7 separate regions of the Mus musculus genome follow, and regions 2, 3, 4, 5, 6 and 7 are each linked to region 1. A link is a contact called in public promoter capture Hi-C data. All regions are on one chromosome and are shown on one strand. Each heading gives the region's core, a stretch centred on a gene start, on an enhancer-like site or on the middle of the called end of the contact. The rest is flanking DNA. Distances are from core to core; before and after follow the strand shown.

The links. Promoter capture Hi-C pulls out the DNA fragments that hold promoters and counts their contacts.
Region 2: a contact with region 1 is called in a promoter capture Hi-C map of pre-B cells. The contact joins the promoter of Tnfrsf8 here to the promoter of Pramel12 in region 1. A contact is called at or near these places in 6 of 39 promoter capture datasets (the C10 cell line, cranial neural crest, frontonasal cranial neural crest and 3 more), 2 of 484 Hi-C or Micro-C datasets (B cells and cortical neurons) and 2 of 115 datasets of contacts at active chromatin or transcription factors (embryonic stem cells and thymic regulatory T cells).
Region 3: a promoter capture Hi-C map of liver shows a contact between it and region 1, with 2.4 times the contacts expected there. The contact joins the enhancer-like site here to the promoter of Pramel12 in region 1. A contact is called at or near these places in 8 of 39 promoter capture datasets (the 3T3-L1 cell line, cranial neural crest, frontonasal cranial neural crest and 5 more), 1 of 484 Hi-C or Micro-C datasets (CD4 T cells) and 2 of 115 datasets of contacts at active chromatin or transcription factors (embryonic forebrain and embryonic stem cells).
Region 4: a promoter capture Hi-C map of pre-B cells shows a contact between it and region 1. The contact joins the promoter of B330016D10Rik here to the promoter of Pramel12 in region 1. A contact is called at or near these places in 3 of 39 promoter capture datasets (3T3-L1-derived adipocytes, the C10 cell line and pre-B cells).
Region 5: a promoter capture Hi-C map of pre-B cells shows a contact between it and region 1. The contact joins the promoter of Tnfrsf1b here to the promoter of Pramel12 in region 1. A contact is called at or near these places in 9 of 39 promoter capture datasets (the 3T3-L1 cell line, 3T3-L1-derived adipocytes, the C10 cell line and 4 more), 2 of 484 Hi-C or Micro-C datasets (B cells and CD4 T cells) and 1 of 115 datasets of contacts at active chromatin or transcription factors (regulatory T cells).
Region 6: a promoter capture Hi-C map of pre-B cells shows a contact between it and region 1. The contact joins the enhancer-like site here to the promoter of Pramel12 in region 1. A contact is called at or near these places in 8 of 39 promoter capture datasets (the 3T3-L1 cell line, 3T3-L1-derived adipocytes, the C10 cell line and 5 more) and 2 of 115 datasets of contacts at active chromatin or transcription factors (astrocytes and large pre-B cells).
Region 7: a promoter capture Hi-C map of pre-B cells shows a contact between it and region 1, with 6 times the contacts expected there. The contact joins the promoter of Vps13d here to the promoter of Pramel12 in region 1. A contact is called at or near these places in 7 of 39 promoter capture datasets (the C10 cell line, cranial neural crest, embryonic stem cells and 4 more), 2 of 484 Hi-C or Micro-C datasets (CD4 T cells and cardiomyocytes) and 4 of 115 datasets of contacts at active chromatin or transcription factors (astrocytes, microglia, pro-B cells and 1 more).

The regions. Positions count from the first base shown.
Region 1 is chr4:143,410,146-143,414,404 of GRCm38.p6, forward strand. Pramel12 (PRAME like 12) reads left to right here and starts at 2,281. Exons shown (of 5, transcript NM_172877.3): 1 at 2,281-2,946.
Region 2 is chr4:145,313,387-145,317,645 of GRCm38.p6, forward strand. It overlaps Tnfrsf8 (tumor necrosis factor receptor superfamily, member 8), which reads right to left and starts at 1,778. Exons shown (of 13, transcript NM_009401.3): 1 at 1,636-1,778. The coding sequence starts at 1,698.
Region 3 is chr4:145,278,753-145,283,011 of GRCm38.p6, forward strand. The region is part of intron 10 of Tnfrsf8 (tumor necrosis factor receptor superfamily, member 8); the gene reads right to left. Among named protein-coding and RNA genes, the nearest start is that of Gm36233, 16 kb to the left of the region's middle. Within about 2 kb of position 2,524, at least 23 of the 459 cell types and tissues checked have an H3K27ac peak or open chromatin away from gene starts, as enhancers often do. A contact at or near this core is called in liver, where this site is marked.
Region 4 is chr4:141,543,885-141,548,143 of GRCm38.p6, forward strand. It overlaps B330016D10Rik (RIKEN cDNA B330016D10 gene), which reads left to right and starts at 2,278. Exons shown (of 1, transcript NR_030695.1): 1 at 2,278-4,259.
Region 5 is chr4:145,244,589-145,248,847 of GRCm38.p6, forward strand. Tnfrsf1b (tumor necrosis factor receptor superfamily, member 1b) reads right to left here and starts at 2,282. Exons shown (of 10, transcript NM_011610.3): 1 at 2,136-2,282. The coding sequence starts at 2,213. Gm36233 (a long non-coding RNA gene) reads right to left here. Exons shown (of 3, transcript XR_001784499.2): 3 at 4,210-4,259.
Region 6 is chr4:145,209,011-145,213,269 of GRCm38.p6, forward strand. Tnfrsf1b (tumor necrosis factor receptor superfamily, member 1b) reads right to left here. Exons shown (of 10, transcript NM_011610.3): 10 at 3,358-4,259. Among named protein-coding and RNA genes, the nearest start is that of Vps13d, 16 kb to the left of the region's middle. Within about 2 kb of position 2,266, at least 61 of the 459 cell types and tissues checked have an H3K27ac peak or open chromatin away from gene starts, as enhancers often do. A contact at or near this core is called in pre-B cells, where this site is marked.
Region 7 is chr4:145,192,928-145,197,186 of GRCm38.p6, forward strand. Vps13d (vacuolar protein sorting 13D) reads right to left here and starts at 2,078. Exons shown (of 70, transcript NM_001276465.1): 1 at 1,992-2,078.

The sequences.
Region 1 (4,259 bases), core at 1,031-3,530:
TAACCACTGAGCCATCTCTCCAGTCCCCTGCCTCAACTCTTAAACGGCAAGGACAACAGAAGCAAGACAAGCAGCTTGAGTATGAGAAAGGCCTGGTCTATATAGAAAATTCTAGGCCCATGAAGGTTACAGGGTGTGACCTGTGTCTCATCTAAAAAGAAATCTGGGTGTGGTGGTACATGACATAAGTTCCAGCACCTAGTGGGGATAGGCAGGCAGGCAGATCTCTGTGAGTATTCTTTTCTTTTTTTCTTTAAGATTTATTTATATATGCAAGTACACTGTAGCTGTCTTCAGACACATCAGAAGAGGGCATCAGATCCCATTATAGATGGTTGTGAGCCACCATGTGATCGCTGGAATTTGAACTCAGGACCTTCAGAAGAGCAGTCAGTGCTCTTAACCACTGAGCCATCTCTCCAGCTCCTCTGTGAGTTTTCAAAGTCAGTACACAGTGAGCTCCAGAACAGGCAGGATTATGTAAAGAGACTCTATATTAAAACAAAGCAAAACAAACAAACAAACAAAACCAAAACTTTCAGGTGCTACCAACCACACTGCCAGAGAGGTACTGCCTTTCTCTACTGTGTGCTTGCTCTCTGATATCCCAGGCTGCCACAGCTCCTAACTCCAGAGCTTCTAGGTTATTATCACCTAAGCCCTCAGGTCTGATGGCAAGATACCCTGTGGCACTGAGGTCCTGCTTCCAGTGTTAGCTGTTTACTAGAAACTGAGTTTTAGTATGTTGTCCAGGCTAGACCCAAAACTTGTAGCAAGCTTTCTTCAGCCTCCTGAGTGCTGAGATATAAGCTTGAGCTATCACTCTGGCTTTACCTTCCTTTTCATTTTTTAAAAAAAAGTATGTGTATTTTCTGTATGTCTGTGGGTGTATGTGGAGGTCAGAGGGCAAGCCCAAGAGTCAGTTTTCTTCTTCCAGCACTTAAGTGTGTGACTGAACCCAATAGTCTAGTGCTGTGGCAGGTCTCCTTACCTATGAGCCATTTCACCCACCCCACAGCCCCCACTCTCTATTGCATGTTCTCTAGCCAGTGTGCTGGCTGACACTTTCTGAAGCATCTTCTACCTTCTGGAAAACCTAATGTGGAAAACCTTTGTTCTCAAAGGCAAGTTTCTTCATCGTTTGAGAGTAAGGGTCTATATAGCCTGGGCCGGCAATGAAGCTTGGGGAAAAATGACTTTGAACTGATCCTCCTAACTCTTAACTTTTTAGTTCTGAGATTACAAGTATGCCCCACAGTGTCTGTCTGGTGCATGCAGTGCTTGCTGGACAGTGCACCTTTGAGAATACTGGGCAGCAACTGTTCTATAAACTGAGCTTTCTTCCCAGGCCACTTACTGCAGTATTAATGGGAACATCTTCCTGCCTTCTGAGAAGATGCCACAGCAGATGACTGGTAGAGAGCATCCAGCTCAGGCCCTGATCCAGAACATATTCGTAACTTTGCCAATAATAATATCAGCTTTAAGAAATGTCTATTCGTCAGGCACAGATTAAAACTCCTATCCCCAGTGACTCATACTTAGAACTAAGTGGGCCACAAATGAATACAATTCCGCCAGGTATGTTGGCTCACAACTTCCTCTTGGCTCAACCCCAGAGGAAGGTGGAGACTGGAGACTGGCTAAGAGTTGGAGTTCCAAATCAACCTTAGGTACTGAGCAAGATTCCACCTCTGAAACTCTAAGTCTCAAATAAATGGCTGAGGTGCCTATTTAACATATCAATGTGGACCAGGCTGCCACGTTCTCCCAGTACCCCTTGTTACAGGGTATGGCTGGCACACTCCACCTTCTACCCCAAATTCTCCAGCTTGTGTTGCCCTTCTCTATATAACCCAGCCATTTTAGTTACCTGCCCCCTTTTTACCTTTTGGCCACAGCACCCGGGTCTTATGGCTCAGGGGTTATGTCCACTCTGAACTCCCCCAGCTGTCTGCCTATGCTTCCCTTTTCCCCTACAATAAACCTCCTCCTCCACCATACTTAGAAGCAGCCATGTCCTTAGTTTATTATTTTTTCATTCATGAAAGAAATGCAGAACCAAGTGAATTAACAAGAAAATAAATAAGTAAAGCAAATACAGAAAACAAATTGAATGAAGTGAATTAACGCATCGGCTTTTGACTTTCACGGAATCTCAGTTTTTTTTTTTAAATTATTATTTTTTGAGTCAGAGTTTCACTATGTAGTCCTGGCTGTATTGGAGCTCTACGTAGAGCAGGCTGCTCCGGACGTCACAGGGATCCGCCTGAATCGCTCACAGGAGTTCTGGGATTAAGGGCGTGAACCGCTTCCGCGGCTTTCAGGATTTTTTTCCCTCATCTCCGTGAATTTGGCTTTACCTCCCCAGAGATCCGCCTGCATCTGCCTCTCCGCGGATGTGCGCGGTTTTCCCGGCTGTTTTTTTCTTTCTTTCTTTTTTTTTTTTCCTTTTCCACGGAGACTATGTTGTCAATCAATACAGAAACAGAAAACGCCCAGACGTGGCGGAAACTCAGTCATCCAATCAGAGGACGGCTTGTGGTTGACAGGCGGGACTACAAACCGGAAATGTGAGACAGAATACGCGGACCGAGCCGGGGGAGGGGCGACCAAAAAGAAAACAAAAAACAAAAAACAAACCGCCGAAAAACAAAAAAATAAAAACCGCTTCAGGCCGGAAGTATAAAACGGAACCCGGAAGTGTGGGACCGGATACGGCTAAAACACTTCAGGCCGGAAGTGCGAGACAGATACGGATGAAAACGCTGCAGGCCGGAAGTGCGAGACGGATGAAAACGCCTCAGGCCGGAAGTTTGAAGTGAAGATGGCTATAAAAGCTTTAGAGAAGCTCGGGAAGACACTCACCAGCACTTGGAGTCCGAGCTTGGACTGACTGCCTGGGCCTGCTGGGATTCTGAGTTCTGCCATCAGTTCTTGTTTCTGGTAAGTCAGTCACCTCCAGAAGGGCACAGTTTTGATTGAGGGCCACTTGACCCAAGATGCCAAAGGAACTCTGATTTCTTCTCTTCCCAGGAACAGATCGCAGGCATTGAGTTTACTAATAGTGATGGTTGCCATCATCTTCGACCTTAATTTGCTGGTTTCATTTATTATTTTATTTTATTTGAGGCATGACCTTACTTTGCTGCCCAGGCCCACCTAGAACGCAGATCAGCCAAGAGTGCTTTTAAATTACCTGGCAGTTCTGCATCTGCCTCCCCAAGCTGGAACTACAAGCTGAAAGTTAATGGAATATCTAGAATTATACCTTGGTTTGTGTCAAGTTAAATTTTTTCTTTGTTTTTTGTTTTTGTTTTTGTTTTTTTAGATGGGGCCTTAGTCTAGCTCAGGTTGGCTTCAGACTGCCTCACCCCTCTGAATGTTGAATTAATGATTCAATATTTAAGGCTTATTTTAATTTTTCTTTTTAGAGACAGAGTCACATGCAGAATATGGTAGAATTCACATGTAGTCTCATCATATCTGACTTCACATTTTAAAATTTTCATTTCATTTTATTTTGAAGACATAGTCTTATCTGATCCTTTTAATTCCATCTTCTTAGAGTTTGGATTTTATTCATTTACATTCTTACTTTTTTTTTTTTTTTTTTTTTTTAGGCAGAGTTTCTCTGTAGCCCTGGGTGACCTGGAATGCACAGAGATCCATTTGCATCTGCTTCTTGAGTATTTGGTTTTAAGGCTTTGGTTTTAAGGCATGCACTACCATGTCTAGCTAGTGTTGCCCACTGACTTTAAAATTTCTTAAAGACAGAGTCTCGTTAAGCTTGGGCTGGTCTCAGTTGAACCCCTGACCTTCTAACTCTACATTTGATTGATTAGCTTGAAATTCCTTAAATTTTACAAAAGTTAATGTTTTGAAATTTGAGATCTAAATTGAGATTTGTTTTCTTTCTTTCACTTTTTGTTTTTGTTTTTTTTTTTTAAATTTTTCAGAGACAGGGTTTCTTTTGTACCCCCTGCTGTCCTGGAACTAGCATTGAAGACCAGGCTGGCCTCAAACTCACAGAGACCTGCCTGCCTCTGCTGCTTCCTTGGCGTTGGGATTGAAGAGGTTTTATGGCACAGGACTACAAGTCCCATCTCGTCTGAGGACTGAAGCTATAGGAATGTAGTTGGTTTAGCCTGGATAATTTAACTTGACCTTGATCCAAATTAAAATAAAAAGAAGCCAGGTGGGCTGCTTACTTCTTTCTGGCATTCCAGCCCTAGAAACACAATGAAGCGTGATCTCCA
Region 2 (4,259 bases), core at 528-3,027, 1.9 Mb after region 1:
GGGGCCAACCTGAGCTACATGAGACCTTGTCCAAAAAAAAAAAAAAAAAAAAAAAAAAGCAGTTGGTAGTACATGCCTTTAATCTCAGCACTCAGGAGACAGAAGCAGGCTGACCTCTGTGATTTCAAGGCCATCCTGCTCTACCGAGTGAATCTCAGGACAACCAGGGCTACGCAGAGAAATCCTGTCTCGAAAAATAATTAATTAATTGAAATAAATAAATAAAAAGAGAAACCCCTATATATTTCTATAAAAGTGATCCAAATACAGATATGCTTTTATAGATGCTGTAAATAGCAGTAAAACAAGAACATGCTTACAGCTTAGAAGATATTGGTATAAAACAATTAGCTCTATCATAGCATTTATACTTTTTTGTTTGGGGGCATTTTCACACATTCCAGGTAGTAGTAAGTACACGGCTTTAATTGTAAAACATGTTTTCACAGGCCTGTGAGATGGTTCTGTGGGTAAAGGCACTAGCTGCCAAACCTGATGACCTGAGTTCTATTCCTGGAACCCACAGGGTCAAAGGAGAGAACCAACTCCCAGAGTTGTCCTTAAACCTACATACTCATGTAAGAATGTGCCATGCCCTGATCAAAAAATGTTTCGACTTAGTAGGAGAAAAGAAACCAAACCTCCCCACTTTCACATCCTACTTTTTCCTTCATCTTCCAGGGTCCTTGTTGCTCCAAACTCTTACCTTCCCCGAATGAGGGCTTCGGGCATGGGGGTGAGGTAGGGTAGGACGGCTCCTCTGCTCACTTCTGCCCTCTGCAGGGCAGGTGTCACACTGCCCACTGGAGATGAAAGGGACACCTTCCTACCATCTCTCTCCTGCCCTCTCTCCTCCCTTGTCTTCACACCTCTCTAGCAGAGACACCTCATGTCCAGCAAGCCTGCTGCTGTCCCTTGTCTCCCTCCCCCAGCTACCATTCAGCCATGCACTTTTTTCTTCCATGTAGACCTTAGGTTCCGTAAAGAAGATTATCTGAGTGGCTCTTCAAAGTCCTGTCTCCTTCCCACACACTAATGCCTAGTGTGGCATTGGCCCCTAGGAATTGTTCAGTTTTCCTAACTCATTGACCAGACTTATTTCTGGGGCTTTCAACTATAGAACCAGAGACAGCACTGACTTGCTCCTGGGACAAATATCCACCATGTGCTTGCTCCAGGGCACCCAGCCCACATCACCAGCTGGCCAGACCCCCACCTTTGCTCTCATTCACCCCCTCCTCTCTTTCCTCAGCCCTTCCAGCCTACGGATGCACAAACAACCCGTTATCATCCTCTGGCAAAACAAGGGCATACTCAAGTTTCTCTATCCAGGACCCCCTCTGGGGCAGCAGTAACAGAACAGGAAAGGAACAGCTTTCTCTTGCTCCGGGTTCAACTCACGGATAATGAAGGAGCAAACTGCTCCCAACTATCGACTACCTGCGTTTGTGACGAGAGAAGCTCTAACTTTACTCTTCAGTTATCCACCCACCTGTGGATGCTTGCATATTTTAGTTGCCTCCTGTGCCCCCTCACTCTAGTTTGAGTTGGGGAATAAGGTGAGAGGTTGCCTTGTCCTCCTTTACTCTAGCCACTGCTCTCGCACAGTGTCCGGGGCTACTGTCATTCCCTTACCGTTGGGAAGGCTTGAAGCATCCCCAGGAACAGCAACCCCGCTGCGGTGAGTAGGGCGCTCATCTTGGCTTCCCGAGTCTCCAGCGCCTGGCCACCTGCCGGCACCCTGACTCTCCCGCGGTGAAATCACTTCTAATGTGACTGCGCCTTCCTAACCCTTCTTCGGGTTCAGCCCTAATCCTTCCCTCCCCCACCCTCTTACCACCTGTGATGCAGCGATCTGCCTGCCTGTGAAGCCTAAGAGAGAAGGGGCCACCACGTGCAGAGATGACTCAGGGCTAGCCACAGCGCACGCACGCAGGGGGCTCCCCTGCGTTTTGAATGATCCGCCCCGGATTTGAAGAGGAACCGGGAAGCCGGCTCAGCTCTAAAGGTACAGGACTCAGGAGTCTGAGAGGTACAGAATCCTGAGGCCTCTAGCCCCATTCCCCACCCCCAGGAAGGGTGAGATTCTAAGCCCACATCATCAGGATTCTTTGGAAGGGACAGAGTGAGGAGAGTTTCGAGAAAAATGAGCACTTCTTCATTGTAACATTTGCTGTAAAGTAAAGCCAGCCCTGCACGGGGAATGAATGGGCGAATAGAGAACAAATGGATGGAAGTGTGGGTGGGAGGATGAGGGAATGGATGGATGGGTAGATGGGTGAGGAAGATGAGAACAAATGCATAAATGGATGAGGGGATGGATGAATTGATGGATGAGTGGAAAGAGAACACGTGGATTGGAATATGGATGGATGGATGGATGGATGGATGGATGGATGGAAGCAAGGAAGGATGGATGGGCAGATGGGGTAGGTGAATAGAGAACAAATGAGTGATGAAGTGGACGGATGGTAAATGGATGAGAGGGTCACAGAATGAAGGGATGGGTGGATGGATGAAAAGATATCTGTGAATGGTTAAGTGAGTGGGAGGGTTGGGGAATGAATGAAGAGATTAGGTAATGGATATATGGATGGATGGGTAGATGGATGAGTAGGTAGATGATGGGAGGACTGATGAGATGAGGGAATGAATGGATATGGGGTAAAGGGGAAATGGATGCATAAAGCAATAGATGGATTAGTGGATGCCTGCATGGAGCATGGGTAGGCAGGTGGGTGGACTGACCAGTGAACGAACTATGTGAAGACTAGGGCATATGTTAATCAATCCACAGGTATCCCTGCCCTTTTTTGCCTGGTGGATATAGCTGGCACCCTGGAGCCTCACCTGAAGTCTGCCTTATTCTATTCCCCAAGCTGCTGTTCGAATGTGGGGCTCCTCGGACTCCAGGCTCTCCTGATTGCTTCTGTGAGTACTGGCAGCACATGGTCACTGCTGAGCACTGACTAGCAGGTGCTCACTGCTTTTGTCTGGTATTGCTTTGTTTTCAAACATAGAAACCAACACCGAGAAAACAGGCATGCTACCTATGTGCTCTAAAGATGGGAGAGTGGCTTCTTTCAAGCCCAGAATGATGCAAGGGCCTTTTGGCTTCCACATTTTAGTCTAGCTTTCAGTGTTGTTAGAGATTCCCACAGGGCACCAGCTGCCACTTCCTACCAGGATTTTCCAAAGTCCCTACGAACTTTCCATTTCACACATAGGCCTCTTTGAGGTCCACATCCTACCTGGAAAATCCACCCCTAATGTGCCACTTCCATAGAGCCACTCCAGACCCTCCCCTCCCTGATGATGAAAGATCCAGCTTCGAATAATCACAGGGTCAGGAAGGGGCAGAGGAACCTGGAGCCCATGCTTCCCAAAATGCAGCAGGTGTTCACAATGAACTGGTGCAGGTAAGACACTCACGGATGTAGCATCCAAATAGCTTGCACCAGCTTGAACCAAATAAAAAACACACATTGTGAAAGTCCAACCTTCCTAGTAACCAAAGGCATGCAAATGAAAGCAGCCTTTGTTAGTCTTCTGGGCCTTCAAGTCATTTGTGGGGTTTTTAATTCATAATAATAGTTACGGGGGAAAGCGAGAGAAAACAGAACTTCATTCTTCTGTACTGACTAGTGGTGCAACCGCTCTCAGAAAGCATCCTTGTCAAAAAGTCCTTGTTAGCAAAAGCAAAAGAACAAAATTTTTTAGAAAGTTTACAACTCATTGCTCCATAATTTCACAACCCAAACAATGAAAAATCAACAAACAGCTCAACTTGGAAATGAACAACCACAACAAAAAGACTATAGATTCGAGAATGTCTCTTTAAACTGTATCTGTAAATGTTGGGAATACTCCGAGTTGCAGTAGGAAATGAGTTTGGAAACTGAGGTTCACCCACTTTATGGACTATTACACACCCATTCAAAGTGATAATACTGTGTGTACTGGTTAGTTTTGTGTCAACTTGACACGGCTGGAGTTATCGCAGAGAAAGGAGCTTCAGTTGAGGAAATGCCTCCATGAGATCCAGCTGTAAGGCATTTTCTCAATTAGTAGTGATCAAGTGGGAAAGGCCCCTTGTGGGTAGGACCATCCCTGGGCTGGTAGTCTTGGGTTCTATAAGAGAGCAGGCTGAGCAAGCCAGGGGAAGCAAGCCAGTAAAGAACATCCCTCCATGGCCTCTGCATCAGCTCCTGCTTCCTGACCTGCTTGAGTTCCAGTCCTGACTTCCTTGGTGATTAACA
Region 3 (4,259 bases), core at 1,274-3,773, 1.9 Mb after region 1:
CAACACTCCTAAGCACTGAGACATCTCTTCAGCCCAGGATTTGCTCATTTTATTTGTTGGATTTTTGTCTTGTGAGACAGGGTTTAAGTGGTCATTTTAAAAGTTTTATCAGTAAAACTAAATCTTTATCCTTTGGAAACAACCTTGAGTTTTGCAATCAGCCAACTAACATGTGGTGCCAAGACATTGTGGGAGCCTGGGGAAGAAAAAAAAATGTGTGCTAAAGAAGCAAGAGAATAAACTCTGTCTTGAGAAAAAAGCAGGTAGGCTAGAAGCTGAAACACTGTAAGTAGGTACCATCTCTTTACAGGGTCTTTTGGCTAAAACCCTTGTGACCTTTGAATCATGGCCCCTCCCTGCCCGATATGGACCACACCCTTGGGAAGTCACACAAATGAAGACAAACGCAGGAGTGTTTATAATTACTTTAAAATTGGAAAGATGCCAAATGCCAAACAATACTGTTGCTGAGCCATCCATCACAATACTTCACTGGAGGGAAACTAGCCCTACTTCCTCTAAGATTCAGCCTTTTTATATGGGAAATGGGACAAACCTGGCTAACTCTGGAGAGGGTTTATGAAGATAGAGATCTCAAAATAGCAGATGGGGCAGGAGGTGAGAGTCAGGGAGGCATTAGTGGTAGAGCAATTGTCTCTCATATGTGAAGGCCAGGACTCTATTCACACCATGAACTCATCCATGTGTTCTCTCCCCCCAACACCCAACACACACACAGTAGGGTTCCTGTGATTAGCCACCTGGAGAACAGGGTGTGATGACAGGGCTCTGTGCGCTAAGGTTTTCTGTCCCCAAATCCAGAACCCTGTTCTCATTGTGCAAAAGAATTTTAGATAAATCCCAACAGGCAAAATCCTGCAAAATGTCTGACCAGTGCTGTCAAAGGCCACTTAGGTCAAAAGTCTAAGAAGCTTTCACAGGGGAGCATAAGGAGATGTCTGACTGAATATAAGAAGGGTCCCTGGCACCTTAAAAAGAAACCAAGTAAAGAAATAATAAGTGTGTCTTTTGTTGTTTAATCACAATATTTTGAGGCTGGAGAGGTGGCTGAGACATTAAGAGCACTGGCTGCTCTTCAGGAGGATCTAGATTCGGTTCCCAGCATCCGCTCACAACCTCTGTAACTCCAATTTCAATGGATCCAGTGCCCTCTTCTGGCCTCAGTGGGCACCATGCTTGTGGTGTTACATACATGCAAGCAAATGCTCATATACACTTTAAATAGTTAAAAATTAAAATGATAATTACTGTTTATTTCTTTAAATGTGCTAATATGTAACCCCATTAGAAGAAGTCAATAATAAAATCATTTGGGCATGGCCACATTGGGACTCCATTATTTTCTCAGTTTGAGGAGAGGCGTAAAACACTGGCCTCGAACTTGTCCAAGGATGATCTTGAACTCCCGATCTCTCTCTCCCTTACTCCCAAGTGCTGATATTACAAATGGCACCATCACATCTGAGTTTGAAACAGGTTCTCACTATGTAGCCCTGGCTGCTGTGAACACACAGAGATCCACTTGCCTCTGCGGGGATTAAAGGCACAAACCAGCTGCCTCTGTCTCCCAAGAGCTGGAACTCCGGGTGTGTCCCACTACACATTTTGAGGTTCTGATGATTGTCCTCTTTTCTGGAGCCTTTCCAGGCCGTCTCTCCACCTAGGGAACCCATTGATTAAGTCTGTTAGGTCTCCAAAAGCAGATTTCTGTGTTGGGGGCTCTCCTGCCTCTTGCAGCTTTGTGATGGGACTGACCGCACAGTGTCAGAGATGGAAGGAACGGATTCCTCTTATCCTAAAATTCTTCTAAAAAGTGAAGCCTCATTAGGATTTTTCCAAGCTAAATGATTACCAAGGGGCTGAGGACCCCCTGTAAGAGGCCCCAGGTTTGCTAACACAGTTTAGATTTTCTATGACAGGAGAAAAAAATGTATAGATTCTAACTTTCAGAAACAAGCATGTATTTACATCAAGGTGAAAAAAAAAAAAGCAGAATCTAAAGCTGGGCAGTGGCGACCTTTGACACCTTTGATCCCAGCACTACAGAGGGAGGCATAGGCAGGCTAATCTTTGAGTTCAAGGTCAGTTTGGTCTAAAAATCAAGTTCCAGGACATCGAGGGCTACACAGACAAACCCTGTCTCGAAAAGCCAAAAAAAAAAAAAAAAAAAAAAGAGTTACATTAAAAAAAATAGAGGGCAGAATCTAGAGGGCCTCATCCTCTGCCAACAGCCTGCCCTGTTACAGCCTGTGAATTCTCTGAGAAAGACCCAAAGTAGAACTTGCCAAGGGCAGAGTTCAGATTGCCCAAGGCTCTTCCCTTAAAAAATAACGATTGCGTTAGCCTGCTTGTCCTCATTTGTTGGTTTCCTTGCTTTTTGGAATAATCACAATCTACTTGTAAATCTATTCCGAACCCCAGGGCCCAAGTCCAGGACAGACTGTACAGCAGTGGCCCCGGGCTCAGCTGGCTGATCACTGATCCGCTCCAAAGGCCACGCTTGGAGATTCATGAGTGCCAGAGATTTAAAGCTCTGTTCCTACTCTGAACTCTCAGTCCCATGGCAGAGCTGTGGGAGGCAGGACAGCTCTGACGTAGAAGTTTGCAATTGGGACCAGTAGACTCAGTAAATAGACTCCCTAGGTGGAGAGATGACCTGGAAGGGCTCCCGAAAAAAAAGGACAATCCCCAGCACCTCAAAATAGCATGTTGGAGTACCAAGTGCACGAGAAGCAAAGGCAGGTGGATCTCTGTGTATTCGTGCTGGCCAGGGTTACATAGTGAGAACATCTCTCAAAAAACAAACAACAAACAAACAAACATAAAAACCCTACAAAACAAAACAACAACAATCCTCCCCCTGACACACATATACAACAAGAAGTTCAAGGCTAGTCTCAGCTACAGGACATATTTGAGGACATCTGGGCTACATGAGACCCTGTCTCAAAAAATGAAAAACAAAACCAAAATGGTACCCGCAACACAAAAGGACATGTCTGGAGGGATTCCTGCTACCCAGCTCTGGGACAGTGGTTAAGAATTTGCTACAATGATGGCAACATTAAAATAATGAAAGAAACCTATGAATGCACACAGATATACATACACTAACAAGAAAACAAACCTTGATTAAAAGCAGAGCAGGTTATTGACAAATCTCTAAACCCTCCTTTACCAGTCATTACCAAGGCATTATCAAGGTGTGGCTTGGCTGATGGGTTTGCAAGAGTGCTCCAAATACACAGTGCCAGGAAAATGACAGATGGAAGTGTGGCAGGAAGCTCCCCAAAGATCTCAGCATCAAAGACTGATGGCCCAAGTCCATTCTTGTAGTTTGTACTAGAGGTCAAGACCCAAGATCAGGACTACAGGCCAGATCAGCTCATGACTCTCCCTAGTGTGAAGGCTTTGATACCCAAGGAATAATTGGGAACTGACCAAGATGAGAGGAGAACCACAGATCTGGTGACCAATGGAAGCATGGGATCCAAGCCAAAAATGTTATTGGGACACATCAAAAAAACCCATTCTGACCAGGTATGACGGCACTTCTAGTTCCAGCACTAAGGAGACAGAGGCAGGTGGGTCTGTGTGTTTGAGGGTGGTCTGGTCTACAGAGTGAATTTTAGGACAGCCAGGACTACATGGAAAAATCCTGTCTCAAAAAAACCAAAAAAGAAGGAAGGAAGGAAGGGAGGGAGGGAGGGAGGGAGGGAGGGAGGGAGGGAGGGAGGGAGGAAGGGAGGGAGGAAGGAAGGAAGGAAGGAAGGAAGGAATGAAGGAAGGAAGAAAAGAAGGAAGGGAGGGAGGGAGGGAGAAGGGAAAGGAAAGAGAAGAGGAAGAGGAAGAGGAAGAGGAAGAGGAAGAGAAGAGAAGAGAAGAGAAGAGAAGAGAAGAGAAGAGAAGAGAAATGAAGAGAAATGAAGAGAAATGAAGAGAAGAGAAAAGAAACAAACCAGTCTGATCTGGGCACTGATTGGTGGTGATAGAACAGGCTGAATTCTTTGATCCTGATGGTCTTACTGCAATGTCCTGGTTATTATGAAACACACAGTGAAGTACTTAAGGATGATAAGAAATCAAGTCTGTTAAGTTACTCCAAAAACTGTTTTGGAAAATGTCAGTTTTTGTACTGTTCCCTACGTTTGGAAATCTGAAACAGTATCAGAGCAAAGCAATCCTTTTCAGCCTCCATCATCTGTGATAACAGCGAGGTAGGGGCTGCAATCCTTATC
Region 4 (4,259 bases), core at 1,028-3,527, 1.9 Mb before region 1:
TAATGCAAGTCCCGGCTTTTGACCAATTCAGAGATTATATAAGTGTACTTGATAGAATACTAGAAATAAAAAAATCAAACACAATGTGGTTAACTGCTTATGAAATGTACTGACGTTTCTCACCGTTTTTGAGTTTTCAGCTCTATGGCTCCTCTTAGAAAACTGACTCTAGTCTCGAAAAACAAATAAAATAAAATAAAATAAAATACAAAAAGGAAAAAGCCGGGCTTGGTGGCGCATGCCTTTAATCCCAGCACTCGGGAGGCAGAGGCAGGTGGATTTCTGAGTTCGAGGCCAGCGTCTACAGAGTGAGTTCCAGGACAGCCAGGGATACACAGAGAAACCCTGTCTCAAAGGGGGGGGGGGGGGGGAAAGAATGAAAGAAAACTGACTCTAGTTTGAAGGCTGCAAAAATGTCTGAAGATAACTTTCTTTGAAGAGTCTAGATGAATTTCAAAATACTTTAAAAAAACACACACCCATCCAGTGAGAGTTATCTCTTACAATTTCACTGACAAAACGCCCTAAATAGGGGCTCGATGAATCTCAGTGGTTAGGGGCACCGACTGCCCTTCCTGAAGATGCAGGTTCAAATCCCAGCTCCCACATGGCAGCTCACAACTGTCTCTAAATTCAACATCTGTCCGTCTCACAAAAACATACATGCAGGCAAAACACCAATGCTCAGAAAGGTAAATAAAAAAAAAAACGCCCTAAATCTGGTGTTTTCCCCACCTCTACACATCTGAATTTTAACACAGAGCCCTTCTTTTTCTTTCTTTCTTTTCTTTGTTGTTGTTGTTCTTCGTCCTAAAAACCTTGCACTGAAAGGACATTTCCCCTTAAGATCAGTTTGGTACTTGCAACACCTGGAGGAGGGACCAGCCTAGCTCAGCCAGCCAGAGCTACATTGTGAGCAGCTAACTTAAAAAACAAAACAAAACAAAAATGGTAAAGGATATTTCTAAAAATCCTAGTTATTCAACAATGTAATCCCCCCAAAATTTTTTTTAATGTTTTAGGACACTTTAAAAAAACCAACTCAGTATTTGCTTTATTTTCCTACTGGTGGAAAAATGATTTGAAAGACCCTATTAAATATAATTTCTGTTCAGAGAAACGTGCGGCAGGGATTCTCCAAATTTACAGACTGTATGACTCAGTGTTCATTTGCAACCCGTGTATTACAGCTTTGCTAGAATTCTACCTCTAGCCTGGCTTTCCACACTAATGGTTCCGGGAGGAACCGGTCACCAGCTCATGGTTCCCACCGGGAAGGCGGATCCGGCTCCGCCCAGAGCCCGGGCGGGTGACCTCACAGAGGTCAAGGGCGCTCACACACCTGCAGGCCGCTCCGCCACCCCCACGCCACCCCACGCCGGGGAGCAGCAGGGCCAAGGGCAGCCTGGGGTCTCCCCGACGTGGGGCTGTCACAACCAGCGTGCTTTCTTCACGGAGACTCCTGGCTCACACTCCGCCCCACACTAATAACCCGAGAGGCAATTTCTCTGGCTGCCCTTCAAACTCTGGGTTCACATAGGTGGGCTCCATGACAAGTGGGGTTTTGGGTTTCTTAGTTTCCCCGCCCCCCACCCCCAGGAACCCACAGCCCTGACAGTCCTTTCCACTACACTTCTTGGGAAGTGCGATCGCGGTCACTGTGGTCACCGCGGCGCAAGCCCACGGCGAAGGGAACCCGAGCGGCCCGGCGAGCTCCGTCTGCACACGCGGCCCGCCAGCAAGGGCACCTTCGCCTCCGCTTTCCAGGCGAGAACAATGCGGCAGCCCAACACCCGGGGCCTGCAGGGTCTCCAGGTCCATCGGGAAACTCTCAAACGTGGATCGGGAGAGGGTGGGCAAGACGACCCCACTGCCTCGGCTTTGTCCGGCCTGCCTCCAAGCCGGAGGGACCCGTTTTCGAGACTGGGGGGGGGGGGAGGGGGGGTTGAGAAAGGAGGACAGGACAAGAAGGTCCTCAGATCCACTTCTCATCACACAGGCAACGCGGAAAAAAAAAAAAATGCACGGCGCCGAACTGCGCACGCGCGCGGCAAGGCCACCCATTTCTCTCCCTCCTCCCAGCCCCTCCAAGGAACGCGAGGTCGCCCGAGTGCGCTTGCGCTCGCCGCGGAGGGAAACGTTGGAGGGGGAGGCAACCTTTCCATTGTGAGAGAGCACCGCCCCCGCGGACCCGCGCGCGCCCGCGCCACTCTCACAGTCTCCCGGGCGCGCGCCTGGGCCGCGGCCCGCCGCCGCCAGGCGCATGCGCGGGGTGGGATGACAGTGAAGGGTGGAGAAGGCCGCGGAGCTCGCCGCCGCTGCTGGCCGAGCTACCCTGAGAAGTTTCTGGAAAGAGGGCTACAAAGGGAACCTGAGGGGATGAATGGAAAGCGAGCCATTTTCTGAGAGAAGACAGCGAAAAGTCCCAACAAAAAGTACACGGCCTTAGCCGAGCCCACGACCGACGACACACTCCCATCCAAGGAGGAAGCGTGGGGACAAGGGAGCGGACTGGGAGACGCGGAATGGCGGGGACATTGAAAAGATGGAGGCGCAGCCGCCGGGGCTTGGGAGTGGCAGGGAGGCGCTAGGTCAGGGGTCCCCGAACCCCGTCCTCCTTAGCTCCGCTCCCGTGTGCGCTCTGACCTGCCCGTCTACACTCGGGGGGCCCCCGGGGTTCACGGGGATGTGACGCGCACACGCGCGCGAGCTCATGGACAGCGTGGGAAGGAACCCCGGCCGCGCGCGGGGACAGCGTCCCCACGCCACGGCCCGCCCGGCTGCCATTTTGTAGCGCGGCCGCCATTTTGCGCGGCCCGGGGGCGGGGGAGGGGCTCGGGGCGCGGCCCCGCGGCTCGCGATGGGCGTGGCCGGCGGCGGGCGCGGCCCCGGCCCCCTTTGTTCTCCGCCTGGGGGTCGCGAGGCCCCTCGGGCTCTGCAGCCGCCGCCGGCGCCGCAGCAGCAGCAGCGTGTGAACCGGGAGAGGCAGCCCCAGGGCGTGCGGGATCCGGGAGCCCATCGGAAGCGGGGTGTGTCCCCCCGTGCGAGGGATGACATCCTGCGTGGGGAAACTTAAATCGCCGCCGTGGGAAGCGGCTTACGGGCGAACCGGGCTCGGCATCCTCCACCTCTGCAAACAAAGTCAAGTTCGGTCCCGAAAGCAACAAAGGTGCCGAAACTCCGCGGAACCTAGCACCAGGAGGCGGGGCTCGTGCAGCCCACGAGGTGGAGGAGCGCTGAGAGCTCGGCTTCCATTGGCTGGCCCTCGGAGCACAAGGCTTTCAGGGCCCATTCTCCCTGACCCAGAAGCCTGAACAATAAATATGCTGTGATGGCTTTCTTCTGTCGATTTAACTTCCACTTATTTTCAAAAAGCTATGAGTTTATTAAAAATAAATAATAAAATACGTGCCTGACATCCATCGCCCTTTCACTTTCCGAAAAAGCAAATGTCTTCTTGAGGAATATTTAAAAATGCGAATCTTAGTTGTGTGTAATGCTGAAAATTCTGGCACTATTTCGCAAACCCAGAAAACTTGAAAAACGCTGCTAAATTTGACTTCCAGCTTTTGTGCAGTTTTCTTCCCCCTAATGGTTGACGTGGTTTTTCTTCACAAAAGCCTGGTATCATAAAGGAACCAGCCCGTCCTGACTCATCTATTTGTGTCTTGGCTACAGTAAACCTCTTTTTTTGTCTTCTCACTATGTGTAATTATGGCGACTGCTTATGTTTTCTGTAATAGTGGGGTAAAGCTTATGATGACAGACTGAAAAGGTCAAAACATGTTGAAGGAACCAATCGGGATTTTGATGACTGCCAGATGAGAGAAATTTAGCAGAAGCGTTTCGATTTCAAATTTCATGAATAGGTGGGCTTGGTAGTTATAAAACTGTATACTGTGTCTTTAAGATTACATAAATAGTCTGAAACCTTTAGTAGTGATTACTTAAAATATGTTGTGTTCACCATGTTTTCTTGTCTTGTAACCAAGTAAAACAATTCAAATCATTATTTGGTTAGTTGGTTTTCGAGACAGGGTTTCTCTATGTCGCAGCCCCAGGACATCAGTGAAATCTTATCCTGGGACGTTAGAATAATATGGCATATATGGTGTATTGACACTCCGAGAATGATTTCCCAGCACTTCATTGCACAGACAAGGAGAGTCTGATTGAATTTTAAATTCTATTTCCTTTAGAATTTTTCACTGTTTTTGAGAAAGACTCAAGAAGCTCAAGCGGGTCTTGAACTCAGCTTT
Region 5 (4,259 bases), core at 1,032-3,531, 1.8 Mb after region 1:
TGTTTCACACCTATTTATCTGCCAAATAAATGAAAGACTGAATAGAAGGGTAAAGTAAGTTTGCTGCCCCTGGAACCTACTCAAATATCCTCAGGGCTCTCTCTGCTGCCCAGACCCACTACACACAATATCTCTGAGTCCCACAATAGGGATAGAAGTGGGAATACAGGTAAGAGAATGTCTGGAGAAAGAATGTTGGGAGTCAGGCTAGCAACTTGCCTTCAAATCTCACCCCATCACCTCCCAGTTCTGTGGTCCTGGCATACGCCACAGCTTGTCACCCATCCCCACACCTTTCAGTGGAACAACGGTACCCACCTTGTAGAAACAGCTGGAAGGGAAGTTTCAGTGCTAATCTGTGACAAAGTGCCCAACACAGTATCTGGCACTTGAGTGTCCCAAACCAGGAGCTTCTTTGGAATCAATCAAGAGAAGGCTTGCACAGTTCTGTGTTAAGGGTCCCTTCTACCCTTGAGGGACAGAGAATAAAAAGTAGCATGGAATCTGTGCTCTATAGAGCAGGTCATGTCTAGGTGGGGGGATGTGTACAGGCCTTTCTGGTGACCTGGCATTTACAAAAGACTCAGAAGTGTTGAGAGATCTGTAATATGGACAATGTGTGTGCAGGGGTCATACACGCACAGTGGTAGACACCTAGTCATCAGCTTCACAGAGCATAGGTTCATGTGAGCAGGCAACACAGATATGTCCATCTGGCCTGGAATACCTTGAAGGTAAGGAAGGGTTCTGCCTCCACCACTAGGAGCTACAAAGGCTTCCCAGATAGAGGTGTCTGGGCTTGAGCAAGGTCTCTCTGTCAAAGGAGGATTTGTGGGAGTTAGAACACAGGCAGACTAGCTAAGAGTCCACGCAACAGTAGTAGAAGGTCTAAGCTGACCTGGGACTGGTCAGGTATGGAAGGAAGTCTGAGGGAAACACCTTCAGCCAAACCACTGTGGATCCCACAAAGCCTTGCGTGTCCCATCCGGTACAGAAGCTCCTGTGCTCTGTCTGTCCCCAGGGACAGACCCCAGCTCAGTGCCCAAAGACCTATCCTTCCTTGGAGCTCAGAGCACAATCCCCACTCAGGCTCCTGACCACAACCATGCACATTCACACTCCGCCCTCAGAACTGGGACTGTCCTGACCCAGAGTCCATCCTTGACACCTCCCTGAGGACCTACACCCACCAAGGATGAGTCCATTCCTTTGCATCCCAGGACCATTGAATATCACCTCCGGACGCAACAGAAGCCACCTTCCACTCTACTCCCCTGCAGTCAGGTAAGCACACCCTGTCCATCAAGGTGGGCTCAGGAGGCAGAGAGCATACATGGAACCAAGCAAAGGCATGTCAGTGCAGCAAGCTCCCTTTAAATCCTTCAAAAAAGGTAATTTCTCTGAGCCTCCTCATTTTTCCGTACCTGTAATCTGCCTTTTTTTACCCTGTCTTCGATCAATGGAGGCAGGAAGGGGGGGGGAGGGGGGCAATGTGAATACCGGATACTGGGATCTTTAATCGGTCCATTTTCCCGAGGTTCCTTGGGGTAGCTGCCCTCTCTGCCACTACACTGAGAACATTCTGAAACGTCCCCTGAACACAGCAAGGCGGATCCATGGAAGCAATCTAGTGACAGAGAAGTGACTCACTCCCCATCGGTCTCTTATACTAGGCGCTTACTTAGACTCCTGGCCCCGCCAACATCTAGTAATCCCAGGGTTTCTAAGAAAGAGACAGACCATGGCGCAGAGAAGGAAGTCTTCAGACGACACAACCCGCTCAAGCAATGGGGCAGTGGCCCTGGTCCTTCCCGCCTCGAGACCGCGGGACAGAAGGGATTTCGCAAGGATGAACAGTGTTCCTGAGCCCTGCTGGGTGTTATTCGAGCCCTGATCAAGCTCGCGGAGAAAGCCACTGGGTATTTCTGGAACATAAGGCTGTCGGGAACCGAGTACCACCCCAGGATCCCAACGGGCCAGACCTCGGGTCCCCAGTGGGTCCCCAGAGGCGCGTGGCGCGTGTCTGCTGGGGACGTGATGGCCTCTCATGCTGTCCCGGAATTGTGCAGTAGCAGTAGCTGGAATGGGCACTTTGTGATGCGCAGCTGTCCCCCGTGACCCCAAGAGTCACCCACCTGGGCGGGCACTGTGTGCCCGGTGGCCCACAGCTGCAGTTCGAAGACCAGCGCGACCCAGAGGGCGGCGGGCGCCATAGGGGCAGCGGTGGCTCCCGCCCTTGTGCCTGGAGCTCTAGTGCCTCAGCTGCGCTCTAGCTGGTGACTGAAAGCGAAACCCTCAGGCCAGGAGCTAGGGCAGACCAGGGGGTGGGGGGAGGGCGGGAATGGGCGGGGCCGCGCCCTGAGGACACGCCTCTTTACACAGAGTCCTCGCCCCTCGCAGGACACCTCCACCTGTGATTCCCTGGCATCTCTGGGCCTCTTTCTCCAGCATCTCTTCCGGGAATGAATGCGCTTCTATCACTCCTTCCTCTTCGAGACACCCTTCCAGTGGTGGGGAAGAGACTGGCGCAGGTGTCCACTATATTCGTGACTGGGTGCCCTGATTGGGCCTCCCCCAGCTAATTTGTCACCATCAGCCCGTCCCAGATCTCATGGACTTCCTACTCTTCGTGGTAGGACATGGGGGGAAAGCAGTCCCAAAGTTGGCACCGCTCAGGAGAACCAAAGCCTTCTAGATAATTCACTCATTTAGACTCTAGAGCCAGGCTAACTCCACATGAATGTTTGCATCTTCTCATGGAGCTTATTAATATGAGCTATATAATATGGCTCCTATAATGTGCAGCATATGTCTGCTTACTCGGAGTGTACAGGCATAGTATAAGCAGCATTGCATAGGTATAGCTCTTTTTAATATGTTTCATTTTTTCCTTAAACATACTTGGAACCCTAAGTAAGAGCAGTCCTCTTTTTCTGAGTTCTCTTGGCTGATAGGTAAACAGAAATCGAGGAAGAAAACCATCCAGAAAGTCTTGCTTCCTAGAACTGACCTCATCAGCAAGCTCCCAAGGACAGTGCATATCCCTACAGCCCTGAATATGGAGTATTTGGAGAGGTAGGGTGGGTAGGGAGGCAGGCAACTATTCTGTCCCTCCTCATGGACACATACACTCTTACTGTAGGCTGATTGAGATACTGAGAGACCCGCAGCCACTGGCCCTTGTGAGGGCCACCTCAAGGACGGTACTTTTAGGTGCTGGGGGAGAAACTGGGAAGTGACCCTTGGGAGGATGGAAAATCCCACCTGCTGGTCAGGAGCCTGGGAAATCACCTGGTTCTCACATGTTTCTGAGACATAGGTCTCAGCTCAAAACCTCAACCCTGAAGAGGGGTAGCCACTGAGCAGGCAGGGAGGGTTCTGGTCTTTAAGCCTCCTGTGGAAGACATGTGGAGGAGGTGCTCTGGTCTATCTGAGAAAGCTGAAAGCCAGTGTCACCTGTCAGAAGCAAGATTCAGTGGTCTGCCCTGGATTCTGCCCAGTGGGTCCAATTTACTCATTCTCTCCAGGCAGGTAACAATGCCACCAAGAATCACATGTGGGAGACCATAGGCTGGTTCCTAACTTAGTCTGTATTCTGCGGTTCAGCATCACACATGTCATACACTTTGAAGAGAACGGGGTGACTTCGTTTCATGGTTCTCATCCAACGTTAATGGAACATAGCTGACGATAGCCTTGGTGGCAAAAACTACATAGTAAGAGATACGGATGGTGTGTGTGTGTGTGTGTGTGTGTGTGTGTGTGTGTGTGTGTGTGTGTGTTTGTGTGTGTGTTTGTGTTTCTCTTTTTCTTCTTATAAAGCCGCCAATAGCAATCACAGCAGCTCTACCCTGATGATTTTTTAAAATGCTACTTACGATATAGCATCAGCTGTTATTCTGTGAAAATAGTACAGCCTGACAGCCCACCTCCACCCCCCAACCCCCCCCCCCGCCCAATCCCTGACAGCTAACTTAGCACCTGTGCAGGTGCCTTGCAAATCTTCACCAGGGATCACTTGCTATTCACACTGATAACACTTAGTAGTTGTGAAACCAGCAGTTACTGGAAGACTACTCAGGGTCAGCAACATATGTCTGCTGGTACATGTGGTCTTGCAGGAGCAGGGGTGGGGGGAGATGAAGTTTTATAGGACCTTTCACAGCTAGGAGGGAGTAGTGTTGTTTCAAACCCAGTTTAGTTACCTTCAAAGTCAAGGAGCTCCTACACAGCCCAGTCACTGTTCACTCTGTCACATT
Region 6 (4,259 bases), core at 1,016-3,515, 1.8 Mb after region 1:
CCTGTTTGTATTGAGACAGAATCTGATACAACTCGGTCTGATCTCAAACTTGCTTTGTAGCCAAGGATGACCTTGAACTCTTGATCCTTTTGCCTCCAGCATCAAATGCTGGGATTATAGGTGTGCACCACCATGCCCATCTTAACATAGCTTTGAACATGAAGGTTGACTGTGGGAGTCAGTTCTCGCCACCATGTGGAACTCAAATCATCATGGAACTCAAGTCATCAGGCTTGGCAGCAAGCCCTCTTACCTTTGTTCGACAGCAGGACACACAGACACACACACGCCCCTCCCCCTGCCTGCACCCCTGTCCTTGGCTTCTCTGTGACCGTGGCTGAGAGTAGTTCCTTGTTCCCATCCACTCTCAGTCTATGCTTCGTTCTCTCTCAAATATTTATTTATTTTTATTTAGTGGGTATGAATGTTTGCCTGCATGTATGTGGACAGCACACACACAGTGCCCTTGGAGACCAGAAGAGGGTGGCATATCCCCTGGAACCTGAGTAACAGGTGGCTATGAGTCACCACACATGTTCACGGGGTGGAATATATTACCAATAAGAGGTGACTTTAGCTACTGGCAGTGGACATACCTCTGGCAGGAACATGAACCTTTTTGAGAAGGAGCCCAGCCCAGGATGCTTCCAGCACTTTTGCTTGTCTTGCTTTCTTTTCCGTTGCTCTGATAAAATATCCTGACAAAATAATGAAGGGGGGGGGGGAATGCTGCACAATAGCATCAGATTTTCAGGAACTGGAGTTACAGATGATTCTGAGCCACCATGTGGGTATCAAATTTCGAACCCCAGTGCTCTGGAAAAACAGCCGTGCTCCTAAGGGATGAAGTAACTCTCAAGTCCCGCCCCCTACCAAGTGCTTCTTTTAAATGGAGTCCCTCTACTAGAATAGGTAGCTTGCTGTGAGGTGTACTTTAAAAATGCTCTGGGCTAGATTCACAAGGCACACTGAGCAGGCTGTGGGGTCATGTTCCTCACTAGCTGTGCGGTTCACGAGCTTTGACTCCCTTGGGATGACTGAGCTAGCCTGTCTAGCTACTCTGTGATCCTGAGGATGAGACTGTGTCTCAAAAATCATATCAATGATTGAGTCATAATTTCTTTTCCCTTTCTCTCTCTCTTTCTCTCTTCCTCTCTTTCTCTCTCTCTTTCTCTCTTTCTTTCTTTCCTCCCCCCCCCCCAAGAATGTAGACAAGTGCTCTGCAATCAAGCTACACCCACACTCTTGGTTTTTCAATGCTCAGTGCCAGAGTTTCAACAAAGAATTCATGAAGTTCTGAGTATGGTGGCACATGCCTTTTATGGCAGCCCTTTGGAGGCTGAAGCATTCAGATCTCTGAGTTTGAGGCCAACCTTGTGTACTTAGTGAGTTTCAGGCCAACCCAGATTACATAGTGAGACCCTGTCTTTTTGTTTTGTTTTGTTGTTTTTTTTTTTTTTTTTTTTTTTTTTTTTTTTTTTTTTTTGAGACAGGGTTTCTCTGTATTGTCCTGGCTGTCCTGGAACTCACTTCGTAGACCAGGCTGGCCTTGAACTCAGAAATCCACCTGCCTCTGCCTCCCGAGTGCTGGGATTAAAGGCATGAGCCACCACGCCCGCCCTAAGTGAGAGCCTGTCTTAACCCCCAACCCCAACAAAAAAGTTCATGAGCTTTTTTTTTCTTTTTGCATAATATCTGCAAATCAAAGGAAATGAGAGGTTCTGCAGTTAACTTTCACAGTCAAACTTGACTGTTCAGAGCAGCCGTGAAAGGAAACTTCTAGGGTTTTTAACAGAGAAGGGAAGTCTCACCCTCTAAGGCAGTGGTTTTTGTTTTGTTTTGTTTTGTTTTTTGTTTTTTGGGTTTTGGGACAGGGTTTCTCTGTGTAGTCCTGGCTGTCCTGGAATTCACTCTGTAGACCAGGCTGGACTTGAACTCAGAAATTCGCCTGCCTCTGCCTCCCAAGTGCTGGGATTAAAGGCATGTGCCACCATGCCTGGCAAGGCAGTGATTCTTAACTTTTCTAATGCCACAGCCCTTTATGTGACACCCCTCCCCCAGCCCTAAAATTATTTTGTTGCTACTTTATAACTGTAATGTTGCTACCATTATGAATCATGATGTAAACATCTGATATGCAGGACAACTCATATTAGACTCCTAAGGGGGTCGAGACCCACAGGTTGAGAACTACTGCTCTAAGCCCTAGGGTCACAGACTAAACAAAATGGAAAAAAAAAAGTAAGCTGAGCAGGATTTGCCCCTCTGCTTCCTGACTCCGGATGTGTTGTGGCCAGCCACCTGCTGCCTGTCTTCCCCTCCATGATGGCCTGGACTCTCAAACTAGGGGCTGAAAAGCCAACACCAAAGCCAAAACCAAAACCTAAAATGCTTTCTTCCTTAGGTTGCTTTTGTTGTGTATTTCCTCATTGTAAAGAGGAAAGTAACTAAGGCAACACTTAAATATCTGTGAGTCCGGCTTTAATACAATGTTGCAATGTTCTAAAACAAAGCTTACACTAACTCTCAGATGATCTATAAAAGGTCTCCTCAAAAGAACAATGCTAGCCGGGCAGTGGTGGCACATGCCTTTAATCCCAGCACTTAGCGGGCAGAGGCAGGAGGATTTCTGAGTCTGAGGCCAGCCTGGTCTACGGAGTGAGCTCCAGGACAGCCACGGCTACACAGAGAAACCCTGTCTCAAAAAACCAAAACAAAACCAAAACAAAAAAAAAGACCAAACAGAACAACAACAACAAAACCAATGTTAGTGTTGTCTTTTTCTTCTTCTTCTTCTTCTTCTTTTCTCCTTCTCTCTTCCTCCTCCTCCTTTCAGAGGCAAGTTCTCAGGTACCCCGAGCTGTCTCTGAACTGGCCTGTAACCAAGGATGACTGACTTTCGATTGTTTTGCCTCTGCCTCCTAGTGCTGGAATTACAGGCTACCCAGTAAATGCAGTGGTGGGGATTGAACCCACTGCCTTGGGCATGCTAGACAAACACTTTACCAAAAGAGCTCCAGTTTGAGCCAAGGATACTACATATTTTTTTTAAATAAATTAATTATGTTTATTATGTATGTGTGTTGAGTGTATGAGTGAAGGTCAGTCAGCTCTGTCCTTCCATCATGTGGGACATGAGACCAAACAAAGGCTGCCAACCTCAACAGAAAGGCCCTTTATCCTCCAAGCCTGCTCTCTGGCCTCAAGAATGCTATATGTATTTGAAGTCAGGGACTCACTATGTAGTCTTGGCTGGCCTGGAACTCACTGTGAGACAAGTCTGGCCTCTAAACCACCGAGATCCAGCTGCCTCTGCTTTCTAAGTGCTGGGATTGAAGACGTTTACCACACCTGGCAGAGTGCTAAATTTTTTTAATTTTTTTAAAAAAAAGTTTATTATAGCTAGAGAGAGGGCTCAGCAGTTAAGGGCACTTGCTGCTCTTTCAGAAAACCCAACTTTGGTTCCCAATACCCATTTGGCACAATTGTCTGTAATCCCAGATTTAGGGAATTCAGCACCCTTCACACACACACACACACACACACACACACACACACACACACACACACACACACACGGAAAAAGAAATTAATCTTTTTTTAAAATGCTATTACCTATTTCTACTATCTTTTGGGGCAGTGGTTCTCAACCTTCCTAACGCTATGACCTTTTAATACTCTTTCTCATGTTTTGGTGACCCAACAATAAAATTATTTCACTGCACTGGGCATGTTGGCACACACATTTAATCCCAGCATTCAGAAGGCAGAGGCAGGCAGATCTTTAAGTTCAAGGCCAGCCTAGTCTGTACAAAGTGAGCTACACAGATAAACCCTGCCTCAAAAAAAAATTATTTTGTTGCTACCCCATAACTGTAATTTTGCTTCTGTTATAAGTTTAATGTAAATATCTGATATGGGATACCCAAGAGGTCATACCCACAGGTTGGGAACTGCTGCTTTGGAGTCTTGAACTCTATAAGTATTCTTTAGTAAATAGAGCATTGTCAAAGCAACGAGCAGAGCTCCTCAAGGCAACAGGATCATGCTGTCTGCTCAGGAACCATGTTAAGAAATCACAGGTGAAAAGTGAAGTTCGGGGTTGGGCAGCTGATTGCGTTTGCCTAGCATTCACGAGGCCCCTGGGTTCAAGCCCCAGCACCACACAAATCATAGGATGGACAGACTTGTCATCCCAATACTTGGGAAGTAGAGGCAAGAGGATACAAAAGTCAAGGTCATCCTTTGGCAAGGTGGTT
Region 7 (4,259 bases), core at 828-3,327, 1.8 Mb after region 1:
ACTTTGCCCCATGACTAGTGATTTATCTTACTGCCAGGAGATACACTCACCCCAAGGAAAAAGCTAACAACATAAGACAGACCCAAAACAAAAGCTCCCCTAAAAGTTGACCCAGCCTCAAAGGAAGGCAGATATTTACTTGTCTATGCAAGACATAATTATAATCAGGGACAGTTAAAAAAAAATCAATTAACTCTTCAGGGTGATGATCTACACCTTTAATTCCAGCACAAGGGAAGAAGAGGTAGGCAATCTCTGAATGGAAGGACGATCATCTCATTTACATAGGGGTTCCAGGCCAGCCAGAGCTACAAATTGAGACCCTGTCTCAATAACAATATTAATTTTGCAGAAAATGCACTTTATTGTCTTATTTCTTTCAAAAGAATTGGGGGGGGTAGGTTATGCTCCAGATATAAAGCCAAGAATCTGGGGAGGGGGACTCCTCGGCATTTGCTTTCAAGGTCACAAAAACAATTTTTAAAAATTTTTAATCAAAAATGCTTCACAGTGTAAATAAACGTTTCTCTATTGTCATTTCAACAAGGTAAATCTATTAAAAACACAATGTGAAGCTGACTACCTTGTTTTATTATGTGAGCCTCAAACAGTCCTGGGCACCAAGCCAAGGCTAAAGTAATCTTTATTTTTGTTATTGCCATTAATTTCAGCCCTAAAAGCCAACTCTCCCTAAAATGCCAACTCCAGATGTTTTCCCAGTAAAGAGAAACTACTGTCGGGCTAGCATGGTGTCTCAGAGGTGAAGGAAATCGCTACCAAGACTGAGTTTAAACCCCAGAACCCATATGGTTAAAAAGAGACTACAGACTCCCACAGGTGGTCTTCTGACAGCTGCCCTCCTCCAGCCCCCAATACACATAAAATAAGTGTAAAATAAATTTACTTTTCCAGGAAACTATTGTCGTTTTGTACCCATGCTCTGCCCCTTCCATACTTATTCTCGATGTAGAAGAACACAAAGTACACATTTAAAAGTACACATGAGCTGTTAGCGCCCTACAGATGTTCTTCTGCTCCGTGTGAGGCCCAAGCCAGAAAGCATCCATTAGCTCTACTAAGCATCTAGAGCAGGCTTGAGGCCACTTCAAGGATTCCCTTAAGGAATCTGGTTTCAGGGAGGTCCGCCAGGCTGGCCAGAATCCCAGAGTATTTATATGCTCATCAGGACTTCTAGGCAGCTGCCCGGTAATAACCCCCACCTGGCTTCCCCTATCTGGTGTGGCAGGTGACACTGAGGGATCTGGGTTCAACCCACAGCCTGGGCAGACAGCCGGACATGACCTTGAGCCAGGCCCCACCCGAGAAGAGGCCAGACCGGGGAATAGGAAGCACTGGCATTTGGACCTGGAGAATCCCTGTGCCAGGCAGCTAGGGCTGAGTGCTGAGGGATTCCAGGAGCTCTGCCACAAGGGGACAACTCCAAGTGTGTGTCAGGCCGGGGGCTCCGCAGGAACGCGAAGCTTCCCTGGCCTTTCCATATCTCCGGTCTGCTGTCAGAACCCCAAGCCTGGCAGCAACAGGGGACAGAGCCACCAAGCCTAGAGAAGATGGCTCTCTAGGGGTAAGAGAGGCGAAGAGTGTCCCCTACAAGAAGGAAAAGTTGGGAAGAGAGGGACCCTGGGGACAAACCTAATGTCCCCACCCAGAGGTGACCCCAGAGGGGATGGAGGCACTGAGGGAAGGGACGCCGCCCCACTAGGGGTGTGCTGAAGAGACACTCGCACGTTGGAATCAAGCCTCGGGAGACGTGACACCCAAAATCCAGTGGTGTCTCCAGGCTGCAGAGACCGGTGCCCCGAGCCCGGGCCTGAAGTGCCAGCGACTCTCGGGCTCCGGGGTCCCCGCGAGGGCGCCCGGGCTCCGGGAGAGGCCGGCTGCCGCGGACCCCGAGTCGGGCCGTCGGAGCACAGCCAGGTCGATCGCGTGGCCGCTTTCCTTGAGGTCCTCCGCCTTGACCGCCGCCCCCCTACCTGTCGCTGTAGCTGTAGCTACCGCTGTCGCTGTCGCTGCCGCCCAAGCCCGGTTCTGCGAGGTGCTTCCTCTCCGCCACTCCTCAATGGCGGTGACTAGAGCGCTAGACTCGACCAATCGAGTGGCTACGTACCTGGGCCTGGCCAGCAGAGCACCGAGCCGTCGATGGGGCGCCCCCTAGCGTCCGCAGCCGTTCCTGTAAGGGCGGCGGGTGCCTCCCAGTATGCTGGGGGCTTAATGAGCAACAGCTCAATCAGCCCCGTTTTACAAATGGGTAAACTGAGAGCCGGGACAGTGTAGGAATATAAATCATCCTAGTTCAAACATTATCGTGCCTCCAAAACCGCCCTGCTTTCCATCTGCCTTTTTATCCCACCACCAATAATGACCCCTTGACTGCCACTGAAGTCTGTAATTCAAACCATGCCTTTAGCCCTGCTTAAACCACTCCCCCCACTACACTTGTATTAAAATTCATCTCCTGGGCTGTCAAGATAGCTCAGCTGGAACAGGACCTTGCAACCAAGCCAGATGACCAATTCCCAGCACCCATGTGGTGGAAGGAGCGAACTGATTCACCCAAAGTGTCCTCTGACCTACAGGTGTGCCTGCCCACATATACACACAAAATGAATAAATGCAAATTTTAATTAAAAAAATACCTCCTTCTGAGCATTCAGGAAAGTTAATAGTTGGAAGGCAGCTTGGGCTACATAGTGGGTTCATCCATATCCTGTCTCAAACCCCATCCTCTCGCTTTTCCACCCCCAAAATACACACACAATACTTCTTGAAGGCAGGAACCACTATATAAAGCCAGGCATGGTGGCACACACTTGTAAGCATACACACTGAGCCCAGGGCTCAGGAGGTAGAGAGAGAAAGGAAGATGAGGTGTCTAAGGTCATTCTCAAGATACGTAATGAATTGGGGGCCAATCTGGGCTACTTGAGACTGTCTCAAAAATAAAACAAGTAAAAAATAAAAACCCTCTGTACTGTGCCACACTAAAATTTGTCTGGTCTTATTCCCTTTCTATGGCTTTCTCTGGTTCACTTGACTCACAAAATGCTTCAGTTCCTGCCTCCAGTCCTTTGCATCCGTCATTCTCTCTGCTTAGCATGCTGTTCTCCTAGATCAGTGCGGTCCTACAGAAGTATAATGCCAGCCCCAAATAGACTCATTTGTTACTTGCTATATCAAAAGAGATGAGCCAGTCGGGCGTGGTGGCACACGCCTTTAATCCCAGCACTTGGGAGGCAGAGGCAGGTGGATTTCTGAGTTCAAGGCCAGCCTGGTCTACAAAGTGAGTTCCAGGACAGCCAGGGCTATACAGAGAAACCCTGTCTCGAAAACACAAAAAACAAACAAACAAACAAACAAACAAACAAACAAAAAAAAGAGATGAGCCTGGAAGGTATAGCTCAGTAGTAGAGTCCATGTGTGATGCTGGATTAAGTCCCTAGGACCAATGACAATAAGGTGGGGGGAGAGATAAAGGGAAAATTGCTTAGTAATTTAGTCACTCTGATGAACCAAAATACTCTGATCACAACATATAACCAACAGCAAACAAACCTTGTTTGTGCTGATTTCTGAGATCGAGTCTCTGCATATAGCTCGGGTGGGCCTCAAACTCAAGATCATCCTCCTGCCTCAGCCTCCTGATCTGTGCCTGATTTGTGCCATCGCACCCGGCAGAAGGATGGTTAGGAAGATATATTAGTGCTGTTTTACTGAAGGTTTTTGAAATCCAGGAATATTTTATACTGTGTTATCCCTAGGACAAACCAGAGACTTTGAGTACTGGGTGAGCAATTGGAAGTGACTAGCTGCACTCTGAATGGCCACGGGGCGGAGCTAACTGCTCCTTTCTCTGCACTTCCCACTTCATAGGACATTTACCCCATCCCCCATGAAATTCTCTCATCCATTATTCTGTTGTGCTTTTCTCTTTACAAACTTGTTTTTTACTTTTAATCCTATATAATCACACACACATGCATGCAAATGATCTTCATATTGCATTCATTCATATTCTTGATGTTTGTTTGGCTGTCTAGGCTGGCCTGAAGCACCCTATGGAGCTAAAACTGGTCTGGAACTCCTGGCCCTTCTGACTCCGCCTCTGAAGGGCTGGAATTGCCATGTGAACCATTAGGACCATCTCTTCACAGGGCTTAACGATATTTGAAATGATCTGTGTGTTTGTCTATTCCTGCATTATCTTTCCTAACCCTGACTCTAAAGCAGATGTTTTGTCTTGA